Linked DNA regions of Sus scrofa: regions 1 and 2 are each linked to region 3. Evidence: chromatin contacts called from public Hi-C and HiChIP or PLAC-seq data. All regions are on one chromosome and are shown on one strand. The core of a region is the stretch at or near the end of the contact, and the rest is flanking DNA. Distances in the headings are between cores, read along the strand shown. Region 1 overlaps FRY (protein furry homolog). Region 2 holds the start of LOC106507937. Region 3 overlaps LOC110255743 (a long non-coding RNA gene).

Region 1 (4,517 bases), core at 440-2,939, 200 kb before region 3:
AAATAATAAATAAATAATAACAAATAAAGAATAAATGAAGAGTAATGAAGAAAATAATTCATACGAATTACCATTGGGATCTAGATATAGAATCTAAAATTAGAACTGTTACATTACTCAAATTAAAAAAAATAAATAACCAACATATACCAGATAAGCATACATCCTTTTTGTCCCCCTGAGAACAAAGGAAGCAGTCATTTTCCAAGGCAATAATAATGGTCCTGATAGACTTATGACCAAAATGTGATGTGATAATTTGTAAATGACACCAGTTTACAATTGTACCTCTATCAAAGGGTTAACTCTATATTGACTGGTTGAGAATATATCATGGTGATTACTATATATTGCTGCAAATACTGCAAGAAACCATTGGCCAAAGCATTTTCTTGTGACTAGAAAGTACTGGATCATTGTCCATATCGAGGCATTTATTATAGCCTACCACTGCAGAATTGAGATAAATACTGACATCATGAAAATTTAAAAAGCCACGTTGGCAAGAAAATATTGGCTTGGTAGATCATAAATCTGACCTAATATAGAAATTCCTACAACCTTATAATGTTGCTTAGGTTATGACATTGTTTCTCAAGTCATTCTCAACCCATTGAAAATCAATGTAGTTGAAAGGAAAGTCCTTCTATAAGCATCTGATTTTGTTAAGCATAATTCACAAAAATTAAGAAAAACCCAAGGAGTCATTTCCGGCATATTAAACTTTCCAAATGAATGTATCAGAGAGTTATGCCGAGATAATTACAGAGGAATATGATGAGATTTTCAGGGTTTGGCAAATCAGCCAAAGACATATTAACAACACATTTTTCTGATCTTTTCTATGAATGAGGTAGGTACACATGAGTTAATTTGCCAGATAACTGCAGCTTATCCCTTCAAAAAGCCAATACTTTTATTATTCAATTGTAATGGAAATCTCTCCAAAATGCATTAAACTCTTTTTTTTTTGATAACTCATGAACCACAATTATTTCAATGGGCTATAATAAAAGTTCAATATATTCTCATGCAAAATGGTCCAGCTAATTGTATTGTTTAGTTCTTTTTTTTTTTTTAATTCCTCTTTTGGGCCACATCCATAGCATATGGAAGTTCTTGTTGTCAGGGATAGAATGTGAGCTGGAGCTGTGACTTAGACCACACCTGCAGCAAGGCTGGATCCTTAATCCACTGGCCAGGCCCGGGGATCAAACCAGTGCCTCCACAGAGATAAATGGGATCATTAACCTGCTGAACCACAGCGGGAACTTCCTTTTCTTTAGTTCTTATGCATGATTTGGCCACTTTTTCTTTCCTCTTTTGCTGTCCGTTTTTGAGTTAGATATTTCCCACTGTATCTCCCTCTCTTACAGCTAACACTGATGTTTTACGTGTTAGAAAAAAGAAATAGCCAAGATAAACAAATAAATGGAGTTAGATTAAATAAGTCACCTCAAGAAGTTTTTCTGGGTCTGTTTCCTGAGTTCTTGTCTGTGTTTTGGCTAGGAAAGGTTTACGGAGTAAGTATTTTTAATAAAAAGCTGTTTTTGATAAATTGAGTATTTCCATGCTGCTAAGTTGGGAAATTTCCATCTCTTGAAGATAAAAATCTGAGGACTGCATTTCACAAGGAGCAGGGCATCATCGCTGCTCCAAGCTGGCCTCTCTGCTCACTTTGCCTAACCTAGGCATTCAGGATCTTGCCCAACTTGCCTCAGGGTTGAGTAAGATGAAGATGGGTGATAGGGTGTGACATCACTTTTGGAAGAAGTCTATTATTTCTAATAGTCTAAGTAGCCTGCTAAGTAGTGTTATGGGGCCAGATAAATTTAGCAATGAGAATTTTCCAACTTGTTTCCATGACAGAGCCTGGGACATTTTTAGCTTAGCTGAATTAAGTAAGGTCTATAGTAAAGAGACATTCTAGATGGAATTTTCCCACTCACAGATGCTGTATCGTAATCACCCAGTCATGGACTATTGAAAACAAAACTTTTAAAACTGATAGAGTTCTTTGGGAAATTGGGTGGGAAGAAAGGTACTTGGGTGAGTCCATTTCTTTCTTTGATGCAATAGCCTGAAACTCATGGACGCTTGATAGGATCTGGCCCAACTGCCAAGGGAACAAAAGTAACAGAAACACTAGACAAAGGCTTGGTACTTGCTTTGGGGAGCTTTCAGTGAGGTTCAGAGACTGGGCACATGTAGCGAAAAGAACCCTCATTTCCTGCAAGCTCATACCATCCCCCTTCCTGAGAACAGGCTGGGCTGGCATTGCAGAGGCACTCATGTTCCTATGGCAAAAGATTCTGAGGTTCACTTACTTAGCTTGTGCCAACACTCCGATGACTTCTGCATACAGGTCGGCGACAATGTGCATATTGCCAGTGTTAGGACCAAGGTACCTAAATAAGATACAATTCAAAAAGTTAGGGATCTCAGGTCATCTGCAGAGAGCAAACTTGATTTAGTTTTTCAGACTCAAAGATGAGAAATTACTTTACCCTTCTTTGTATTTAAAGTGCTTGAAAGCCAAGTTGATAACATCATGTATTAAACTGTCTATTACAGGATGAAGTGGAATCTGGAAAGAAAGAAAAAAGATGGCTCTTGACGTGGAAGGGAATATTAAAGGTTAAATCAGTAAGAGTACTTTCAATGGCTATATATGGCTTTTAGCAATCAATAAATATAATTGATATGAGCTCCTATCTGAATCACGAATGGTAAACTTAGACCTTAAAATTCTAAGTAGTTTTTAGAAAATAAATGTTATCTAGTGGTAACATTAAATTAATGACTTACCTGTTTCAAAACTTCTATTAATACTAAAGAAAAAATGAAATCAATGGCAAGGTCGCGTCTTTCCATTAAATAATCCCGCTGCTGTTCATCACTGTAAAATTTAAAATATTCACATGAAATGCACACTGAAAACATACTCAGAGTGATATAATTCACCAAAAATCTAGGATCCATCCCCAATGGACTGCCAACCCCTTTTGTTATGACTAAACTGCAGGGGGAAACACATACTAAAGTTACTCCTGGAGTCAGTGTGGTGCCGTGGACAAATGCTGCAGCAGAATACTCGACCTCCCGTTTTAAATTTTCAGCCATGTCAACTTGAGCAGCCACTCATGAGTCTCCAATTTCATCTTGTGGAGTTTTCCAAGATACCTTTCAACCTGAGAATCCTGTCTTTTGTAACCAACACCACCCAGGGCCACCGTGTTCGCGGCAGACACGGAAAGGATCTTGTACAAAGAGCGACACAATGGAAAGAAAGAATAGGATCACCAAAGGGAGCAGGGCTACAGTAGGCGGAGCAAGGATCAGCACGACTTTTCCTTTTGATGCGCCTGTCCCTTGCCCCCCGATGGCGTGCCACTTGAGATGTGTGAGGGGAAGAAAGATGACGCGGAGGGCTGATGGGAGAGGGAGAGATGAAAACGCAGGTGGAAGAAGAGGGAGGAGGGGCAAAGCGGGGTCATGCGAACTCACTGGAAAGCTAGGGAGCAGAATTAGCACCATCAGAAGGACGGAAATGTGAGATGATTCTGCAGCCCCCGCCCCCCGACCCCCGCCACATTCTGCTTGTCTAACCTACTGACTGAGGGCTACTTTGGAACCGAACAAATGAAGCGACTGCCAAGTGCCTTAGCACAGAATAGTGGCGAAGAGCATGGGTTTTGTTTACCTTGAGCAGAAGGTAAACATATGCCTTTTCTTAGCAGTAATTTCTCCCTCTATAAAATGGACCTACTAACTCCAATTCTAGTCAGATTCCCTTGAGTATTCAGTCAAATAAAACATGTATTTAGAGTAGTTTCCCAAACATACAACTTGTCAATACTTTACACTAAATAAAACCAAGGAGAGAGAATGACAGGATTTGGAGGTGTCAGGCAGATAGGTTCAAAATAAATCAAGACTATTTGAAATATGGAATGTTTTTCTCTTGGTCAAGAGGGAATGAGAAGAAAGCACGGACTTTGGAAGAGCTCCGTGGGCTTGAGCAAGTCCAGTTAAGCCTGGGGGGGTGACAGAGCAGGTCCACGAGGGAAGCTGCAGCTTTACCTTGCCAGGGGAACTGTACGGACTGGGCGGGAACTCATTCATTCAGGATCATTTACACACTGTCCTGCCAGGAGGAAGAGCAATGGACCAAAGCATCCATCTGGAGCCCTTCAAGACCCGCCAAAACTAGAAAGTGCTGCTGCCAGATGGGGGGTGGGGGGGAGGGAAACACATGGAACTGCATTAAAAAGCGGGCGTCCACACGTCTGACCCAGAGGTTACATCATGGAGAAGGGAAGCGACGTCTGAAGACCAAAGGGAAGGAAAAACTTCAAAGCTGGCCAGGTGCAGTAGAGAGAAAAAGGGCTAGGAAGGGATCTTCCAAAGGGGCAGGAGGAACTTGAGAAAGGAGCCCCCCAAATTTTTAACTCCTGATACTATTTTGTCAGCCCATTTTTGCTTTCAAATAACAGTAAGACATATACGTTTCCAAT
Region 2 (4,540 bases), core at 1,511-4,010, 240 kb before region 3:
GACGCAATTTCTTCCTCCCATGTCTTTCTCATTTGTCCTTTTGTGAGATTTTCACCCGATAATCACAGATCATCTTGTGAAGCACATGGGATTTAATATCAAAAAACAGGAAACAGGAAAAACATTCTGACTGATGGAAGAAAAGAGGCCTCAGAGTTGAAGGAGAAAGACGCCCAGCCCTCCTGAGGATGCAGGATGCGCAGGAACGCCGGGTGGTGCCGGCTGACCTATTTGCAGCCTCACTGGTCCAGCGAGCGAGGGAGGAGTGGGTGAGGACAGGGCGTTCCCCAGGCCCCTGCTGGCCCACCCCACCGAGAAACCAGGAAAGGAGGACGGGTTCTAGCTGTAAAACAAACAACTGTGATTTTAATAAAAGACAGTCTGGTGAGAGTTTGGTGGCAGTAATTGAAAGCCAACAGAGACTTTCAGAGAAGGTCGCTCACGAAGTCTGGCTAGCCCGGGGACCCAAGGAAACATTTCTAAGAAGCTGATCTGGTTTCCAGGAGCCGAAAATGGGGTCACAGGTACATGGTTACACACAAAACGGTTGAGAGGCCTTAAAAGGACTCCATGGAGACGCAGCAGTAAAACACACCCAAGGAAACCACTAATGCCATCATCCATCACATCTGCCCCTCCTGGCGGCTGGCATGGACCAGCCTGGCCTGATTTAAACAGACAGTGACATTCTGCACAGGCGAAACGTGCCAGTGTCAACGGGCCCGAGGCCCCACTTGGAGCGATCCAGGCTGGGTGCGCGGTGCAGGCGTTTCGAGTAAGGAAGGATGTGGGCAAAAGGGGGAAACCCCAGACCTTGACCACGGCCACCTGCTTGTTGGCCAGAGGAGACCAATGACTTCGATGAAAAAACCCTTTGGTAAAGGTGAGCTCAGATTCAGATGGAATCTGCTCAGTTGCTCTGAATAATTTTGTGGCTAGGGTTGCCTGGATGAAAAGGGAGTGATTTCCAATTCACAAACTCCAACCAGCAGAACAGGTCCCTTGAGGGGAACAGCCTCCCCTCGGCTCAGGCAGGATCAACACAACGTTGCCAGGCAGAGGTGAGGGACTTGCTGCCTCCTGATGTCACCAAGGGCAGCAGGGGGAGATATGGCTTTGAAGTGAAGGGCTGGAGACAAGGGCTTCCAGGAACAGAGACTTGCTGACAAGAAGGATGTTAGCTTCGGGAATGATCACCAGAAGGGGTAGAAATTTCTTCTCTGTAGGTATTCAAGACGGAGTTTCCACCTACTTACAGGGTTTTGAGTTGCAGCTCAGTTAAAGAAATAAGATGACGTGGTTTATTAAAGCAAGATACGCAGCTGAGTCGAGTCTATGGTTCTCACTCGGCTGCTCTACACAGCCAGCTGCCCTCCACTCTGCAGATGTAGGCTGACGAATGAATGCTCAATGGTAAGTGATAAATATTATTCAAACACCACAGACAACTGTGGAGCTTTGCATGTGTTACCTCAGAGAGTTCCACAATTTGTAAAGAAACACTGCATGAAATGTGTTCATCTGCCATTTTGCATAAACCTGATGACATCTGTCACTTCCATTTGGCTTCAGGAAAAAATCTGTAAATTCGGGCAACTGACTTTGCTCTTCTGAAGTTCAATCGCCTAGTCTGAAAATAGGAATGAATACGTGCCCAGCTTTCCTAACACGATGTCTATGCAAAGGCATTGTACCTCATGGCATAATATGCGATTCAAATTTAAAGACGCCTAAAAATAATAACGAACATTTGCTGAGAGCTTACTGTGTTCTAGGCACTTTGCTAAGTGATTTATGTGCAATGTTTAATTTGCACAACCCTACGACAAATTTTCGGAAGGAGGGTTCATAGGGAACCGCCAATGCTTTGTGCCTGTACAGGAGAGGGCAGGAGCCTGTCGGGGGAGAAGGTCCTTCCTGTGGTCAAGGATAGCGCAGGAAGCATTTGGGAGAGAGGAAAAAAAGATGGCAGGAGCCGAGAAGAGAAGGGAGCCCTCCTTCTTCTTTTGTTCTGTGAACCACTGTTATGTTCAACTTACTAATACAAGCCTAAGGGGATTCAGCCAATCCCTGAACTGGCTGGGGGCCGTCGCCTGGGACCAATCCTTGAAATTCCTTATTCAGGAAAAAAAGGGGGGAGGCGGAGGGAGAGGGATGGACTGGGAGTCTGGGGTTAGCAGATGCAAACTATTGCAATTGGAGCGGATAAGCTATGAGATCCTGCTGTCGAGCACAGGGAGCTGTATCCACTCACTTGTGAAGGAACATGGGGGAGGATGATGTGAAAAAAAGAATGGGTGTATATATATCTGTACGTATACACACACACACACACACACACACACACATACATAATATAGATATAACCGGGTCCCTTTGTTATACAGCAGCAATTGACAGAACACTGTAAATCCAGTATAATAAAATTTTTTTTAAAAAGAAACTTTTTATTCAGGAAACTGAGCTGTGACGGACGGGGAACCCACACCAACTTTGATCTCATTTTGTCAATGATGAAGAAAACGAAGTTTCTTCTCCAGTAACAATGTACCGTGGATGTGGCCGGGAAGAGTCTGACATAGAAGCTCTCCTGTCTCCAGGGTGTGGTGGCAACTGCATCCACATGTGACTGGCCTCGGGGGAGTAAAGCGACTCAAGACGTGAAACCCACATTCATGGCTATTCGATTTCTGCGCTTTTGTCCTCCACCCTTGAGATCGGAAGGGGCTCAGGCTCCCAGGGTTAACAGCCCTGTGCGAGGGCCAGCTCGGCCAGTGATCCCGCCAGGAGAAGGGCCTCTGGCTGCTTCAGATGCTTGGGAAAAAGGCCTCTTCACAGGCTTCCCATATAAGGCCAGTCATCTTCTTGACTGTGCCCTGAGACTCCAACTCTCAGGATTATTTATTTGTCCTTCCCCCTCATAAAACCGGTCCCCAGCGCTGGGGGCTTTGTGAGAATGTACGTGATATGGAACACGACACGCTATAAATAGCGCTGCCATTCCAATCACGTCTGACCGAATGCCCTCCCCACCGCCGGGCACCCCGGGCTGCAGATCCAGGCGCCGCTGGATGAGGCTGTCGGGGCCGCTGCAGAGGTCTGCATCTCCCACGGGGATCTGCTGCAGGAAGGGGGCTCTTGTCTCACACTCGGAGATGAACTGTGCCCACCACGGGAGAGACTTGATTGGGAAGGAGCGCCCAGGCAGAGAGCAGCGGGTGAGGGGGCCCAGGAGGACCGCTCTGCCAGGGGCCTCTCGGTCTCAGGGTGGATGCAAATGGGGTTAGTTTCTGTCTCTGGCCAACTGGCCTGCTCAGCCCATACTTGGTCTGGCCCAGGGTCCTTCTTGGTGGTGTGGGCATCGCTCCGCCAAGATGGATTCCAGCACCGAAGATTCTGGAAGGTTGGTTATCTCCTCCCTCCTATTGCCCCCTCCCCAATTCTCCAGGTGAGTCTTCAGGGCAGCATCAGGTTCGCTACCAGGGCCTCCTGTTTTGAGACAACGCATGCAAGCGGCTATACTGTGTATGGCCAAGGGGGGTGGCTTCAATTAATGGTCCCCTGATAGATTCACAGCCAGAGAGCATTAGAGACCCGAGCAGAAGGCTGCATGACCTTCAAAACACTTAGCATTTCAAAGCGTTTAGTTACAGAATCATCGCCAGCCAATGAGAACGTCAAGGAAATAAGTGACCTTTCCTTCCTCTTCAGTTTAACCCATGACCGTCTTTCCCTGCTGTCACATTTTCCCTCAGATTAACCCAAGGGCTGTGTCTACTGCCACTTTAGCCCTGGCAACCAGCTCAAGAAACAGGCAGTACTATTCCAGCTTCACCAAGAGAAGAAGACAGGCTGAGGAATTACATGACGTGTCAAGATCACATGGCCAGGAAAATGGCAAAGCAGGGAAGCAAAATTTGGGATTTACTCCCACGGCGGGGGGGGGGGGGCACCTCCTCCGCAACTCTGCCGGCGCCTCCCCTTCTCGGATGGTGGGTCTTCGGCCCCGCAGTGCTCACTGCCACAGCCAACCCGTTCACCAGGCACCCCCTCTGGGACCCGCCTGTGGTCCCACCCTCCCGCTGCTGCCCATGGCTGCTCCTTCCCATCTCTGGGTAATCCTGGCGCTCGTCTCATGGCTCTTCCTCATTCTCCACATTTCTCCCATGACTTCGCCATCATCCTGGGAGACTCCGTGTTGGCGTGGATGATGCTTGATAGCGTCTCAATCTCTCTATGCCTCTGCTTCCCGCCTCCCAAATCACCATGTTTATTATCCACGGGGAATCCACCTGCTGCTCCTCCGTCAATCTTCTCCTCCCCCGGCCCTGGAAGCCCCTTTGTGATCCAGGCCTGTGTTCCCTCTTTGCTCACTGCGCCCCTATTTCTGATGAAGGCGCTCCAGGCTCACGTTCTGGTGGCTGGGCCTCAGCAAACGCCTAGGATGCAATCTGTTTTCAGTTTATCTTCTTCTTACAGTATGTCCTAGACATGCAACAGAAGAAAGAAGGACCCGTGGCCTGGAGGTGGCTGCTTAGAG
Region 3 (4,225 bases), core at 516-3,015:
TTTGTTTTTTGTTTTTTGTTTTTTTACCACTGCTATTTTATCCTGATGCATTTATATTTGGGGGGGAGTGGCTTGTTTTTATTTATTTTTGTTTGTTTGTTTTCATTTTGGGCTGCACTCTCGACATGCAGAAGTTCCCAGGCCAGGGATCAAGCCGGCAGCCATAGCAGTGATAACACCAGATCCTTAACTGCTAGACCAAAACTCTCCATATGTTTTATTTTAAAGTCAACAGTAGGCATCTACTTGCCAAATGGTCACATTCTATGATTCTAAAAAGCTGGTTTGGAAATAATTCATTTCTTTAATATCTATCGGATTAGAACTACTAAGTATTTTAGCAAACATGACTACCGCTTGGGAGAGGAGAAATTCACAATCTTGGAAGAATAAGAATGTGCTTTCCTTAAAAACAATTGTCTAAGAAGAGACTGTTAAAGACGCTTTCCTTAAATTCAGCATGAGAAGAAAAGATCTGCTTCTGGGAAAAAGCTGATGAGAATGATAACAACAGATGTTTGGCTCACATCATAAAGCTGTGTTGTGTAAATTCCAGCCGATGTGTTCAAAGACAAGGTAGTGCATTATTTTAAAAGCTTTCTTTTTCTGACGGCCGAGCAAAGGGAAAAGCAGAGGCACATTACAACATTACTCTAGCGCCCTCTGCTGTCCTATTGGCAACACGCCTTTCTGAGTTCCTCATTTGCCTTTTCTAGAGCTATTTGCAAAGGAGCTCTTTGGGAAGCCACTAATGTGTCTGGAGGGGAATGGCTCGTCAAAGAAAACCAAATACCCAGATCTTACAACCTGACGGTGTGCTATTTATGCCCACACACACTGTTTACCGCCCTCTGGGGAGCCAGAGGTAGCATTGTGCGTATTAGACTCTTACAGGTGAGTGGAGTCAGGAAACATTAGGGCTCCAAAAGGAAATCTTTATAATCCTATTCAATGCTTGGTCTGTGGAAAATTTGCAGAGGATGCCATAGGTGACCTGATGAGAGCTGAATGTCTGATGGACACCTGCAGGACTAAACCTGCTTTATTGAAAAGAAGTTGAATAAATAAGATGAGGAAAGCTTAATCACCAGAAGCAACGTCAGCTCTTTTTAAATGGGGGTCAGAAATGCAAATATGCTCCTTTAATACATATAGATTTAGAAGTGACTTCAGATTTGGGAGTCAACCTAACCTGAAATACTAAAATAAATTCATACCTGCTACTCAATAAATATTCTAAAACTAAGGATAAAAGTATGTAAATTATAACTGGGCATAAATGAAGAAATAAACACACAAATTTAATCAACCCAATATAATGAATACAAATCTCTGCAGGAAATAAGCACAAATGCTAATAGGGTTTGTTTAAAGACATAAAATTAATGTTTCATGTTTTTCCTTCCACATCTTTTCTGCTTTTTTTCTTTTGGTCATGACAGGAAGTTACTTTTACAGTGGGGGAAAATACTGAACTCACTTCCAGAAATAGTCTGAAAGGAGAGGAGCTTGCTCAGGTCTTTCTGAATACATATGTAAAGAAAATTAGCACAAGAGGAAGGAGGTATTTTGTCCTCTTCCCCAATTGTCCCAGTTGGTAACTATAAATCCAACTTTTCCTTATGATAATGTCACCTATTGCCTTTTGACTCTTTATCATCTAATCCTAAATCCATCCACAGGCGAGAAGGAGCTGTCCCCATTTCTGGCTATTGCCCGCCGGTCTTTTTCACTGTCACAGCTGAGTAATTGACAATTTATGCAATCCAGTTCATCTGCTTAGCAACAGGAAGGGTGGGGCTCAAAACAGAGGAAAACTACACCAGCAGCATTCTACAATTGTGAAATGAGAAAGGAGGAATGGGGAACTGGCGAGAGGCCATAGGCAACAATTTTCAATACTAAATAAAACTATTTGCAATGCTTTCAGTACTAAATCCCCAAAGATAAGTCCAACAGGGAGTGTTCTATACTCTCCTCATACAAATCTCTGTAATTACAGTCTTCCCAGTGCCATGTGATTAGAATGCCATAAATAGCGCCCAATTGCAAATAAACAGAAAGTTCCTTATCCCTGGATCTCTAAGTGGGTCAATGGGCTTGGCCACAGAGCTCCCCTGAGGGAAGGGCGTGGCCTAGCGGAGAGACGGACTTCGGTTCACACAGGTGCTTTGGCCCCACAGGTGAGGCCCTGCAATACGGTCAGTTCCGACAGAGACCCTCCTAGGCTCACGTCTGCTGCACTTTTTATTGCATCTTGGAGCAGAAAAAAAGGAAGACTGGAGAGAGCCGTGGGGCGTCCACTTGAGTAGCTCTTACTACTCCAGACTTTCCCTTCCTGCCAAACGACTTGACGTTTATGGCCACAAGCTCATCAAAAAGAATGAGAATCCAGACACGATAGGTCATGGGAATCCTGTGTCCCAGTCACATTCTCTTCTTCCATGCATTTAATCAGAAACCTATTAGACTTACAGGGCCGTCATGCTTTTTCTTGATGGCAGCCTGGCTCACAAATGCAGAGAAAAGAACTGAATTGGCTAACTAACAGGAAGTTTGATTTTATGTTTTTGATTAGTCCTTAGGAATTGAGCTCGATCAGCCAAGACTTGACCTTGACTTAAAACATCCATTTCCCCCTTTAACAGATTTCGCGGTTGCTTGAATGGGTTCATTATTTGTTCGGAATGCAAGTTTTGAGCATCTTCTAAGCACACTGCTCCAAGCGCCAAGGTTGTGACAGCAAATAAGACCTCCAAGGCCCCTGCTCTCAGAGCGTACAGTATAGGGGTGTATGTCCACACACAGACTAAAAAGTAAAAATTAATAAACAGATAATTAATAAATAGATAAGCAAGATAACATCAGACAGGAGCAAAGACAGGGGAGCCTTAAAGCCGAGTGACGTGCTACCGGGTGACTATTTGAGGTGGGGAAGTGTCTCTGAGGACGGGAATCAGGCTGAGATGTGAAAGGTAAGAAGGAGCCACAGGTGGGAGGTGGAGCTTCTCGACCAGAAACAGCATTTGCAAAAGCCCTGTGGTAGGAACGGACTCGATGTGTTAGAGAATACGAAGCAATCAGTGTAGCCGGGGTTAAAACAAAGGAGCGACAGAGAACAATACTGGAGACCTGGGCAGGGCCCCGGGGATGCAAGGGCTTTGTACGCCAGGGCAGCGACTGGGTATTACGGCAGGTACAGAGGATGCTACTGGGAAACGCGAAGTGGGGGAAGGCGTGTGTGGCAAATGTTAACTCGGCTGCTGTGGAGAGAAGTGACCGCAGGGACAGGACCGGGCGGCCACGGCGATGGGCCAGTGGGCGAGGGTCAGAAACCACGGTGGTGTGGGCTAGAGTGTTGATAACGGAAATGGAAGGGACAGGTGGGTGTGGATCTGCTGTAGAGGCCGGGTTGCTAGGATGCCCTGAACCTGCAGGGTGAAGGTAAGAACATCAAGAAGGATGAGCCCTAGATTTTTTTTTATCTCGATGTTGGGTGATGGTGTTATGTGCCGAAATGGGGAAAGCAGGAGAGGAACGGGTGTGTGATAGGAAATCAACTTTGGCCGTGTTCAGTCTGAAAGGCTCCAGGACCTCCAGGTGAAGGCCTCCAGGACCTCCATGACAGCAGATGGGATTGAAGGAGATGGGCTCAGAGAGCAGGTAGATCAGGAAGAGGAGGCTGGGGACCCAGGGTCCTGGGACACTCAGCATCAACAGTTGGGCAAGGGAAGGGGGACCAGCCATGAAGATGGAAAAGGAGCAGCCAGGGACGTACGAGGAAGGCGGGAGAGTGCGTGGTCCCGAGAACAAGTGAAGAACGGGGGTAGGTCAACGTGTTAGCTGCTCCCGGGGGTCTTAGTAAAACAGGAACATGTGGGTGAGCAGGGAGTCTGGCGGCATCACTAGCCTGAATGGAGGGGGCTGTCTGCACAGAAACAGAGCAACTCAAACTAGAGTCGAACACAGTGACGATTCTACGGTGCTCTATAAGCATAATACATCCTTCCTAAGTTACATGGAGCTTCTTTCCACTACTTCTATGAGGACTTTTTAAATTTCTAGACCCAAACCACCTAAGTATGCACTTAAATATCTCCAGCCTTATAAATACATGTTGTTCATATACACACTGAAAACAAGCTTTCTCAATATTCCTTGCCTTTTTCTCTCCTTTATCTCACTTTATTCAAAATCAAGTGTATTCAATGCAGAAAATGAGGTA

Evidence for each region. Hi-C and Micro-C count contacts between places; a contact is called where the count stands out from the background. HiChIP or PLAC-seq counts read pairs in DNA pulled down with a chosen protein or histone mark.
Region 1: an H3K27ac HiChIP or PLAC-seq map of alveolar macrophages shows a contact between it and region 3. The contact joins two enhancer-like sites. A contact is called at or near these places in 3 of 47 Hi-C or Micro-C datasets (blood, embryonic fibroblasts and subcutaneous adipose tissue) and 2 of 2 datasets of contacts at active chromatin or transcription factors (alveolar macrophages and skeletal muscle).
Region 2: a contact with region 3 is called in a Hi-C map of heart right ventricle, with 2.0 times the contacts expected there. The contact joins the promoter of LOC106507937 here to the enhancer-like site in region 3. A contact is called at or near these places in 2 of 47 Hi-C or Micro-C datasets (heart right ventricle and subcutaneous adipose tissue) and 2 of 2 datasets of contacts at active chromatin or transcription factors (alveolar macrophages and skeletal muscle).

What each region holds. Positions count from the first base shown.
Region 1 is chr11:8,607,108-8,611,624 of Sscrofa11.1, reverse strand. FRY (protein furry homolog) reads right to left here. Exons shown (of 65, transcript XM_021065177.1): 5 at 2,809-2,899; 6 at 2,508-2,587; 7 at 2,328-2,408. Among named protein-coding and RNA genes, the nearest start is that of FRY, 91 kb to the right of the region's middle. Within about 2 kb of position 1,689, at least 8 of the 83 cell types and tissues checked have an H3K27ac peak or open chromatin away from gene starts, as enhancers often do. A contact at or near this core is called in alveolar macrophages, where this site is marked.
Region 2 is chr11:8,642,543-8,647,082 of Sscrofa11.1, reverse strand. It overlaps LOC106507937, which reads left to right and starts at 2,760. Exons shown (of 3, transcript XR_002336484.1): 1 at 2,760-3,218; 2 at 3,756-4,540. The region is part of intron 17 of FRY (protein furry homolog); the gene reads right to left.
Region 3 is chr11:8,402,876-8,407,100 of Sscrofa11.1, reverse strand. All of the region lies in intron 1 of LOC110255743 (a long non-coding RNA gene), which reads right to left. Among named protein-coding and RNA genes, the nearest start is that of FRY, 110 kb to the left of the region's middle. Within about 2 kb of position 1,765, at least 32 of the 83 cell types and tissues checked have an H3K27ac peak or open chromatin away from gene starts, as enhancers often do. A contact at or near this core is called in alveolar macrophages, skeletal muscle and subcutaneous adipose tissue, where this site is marked.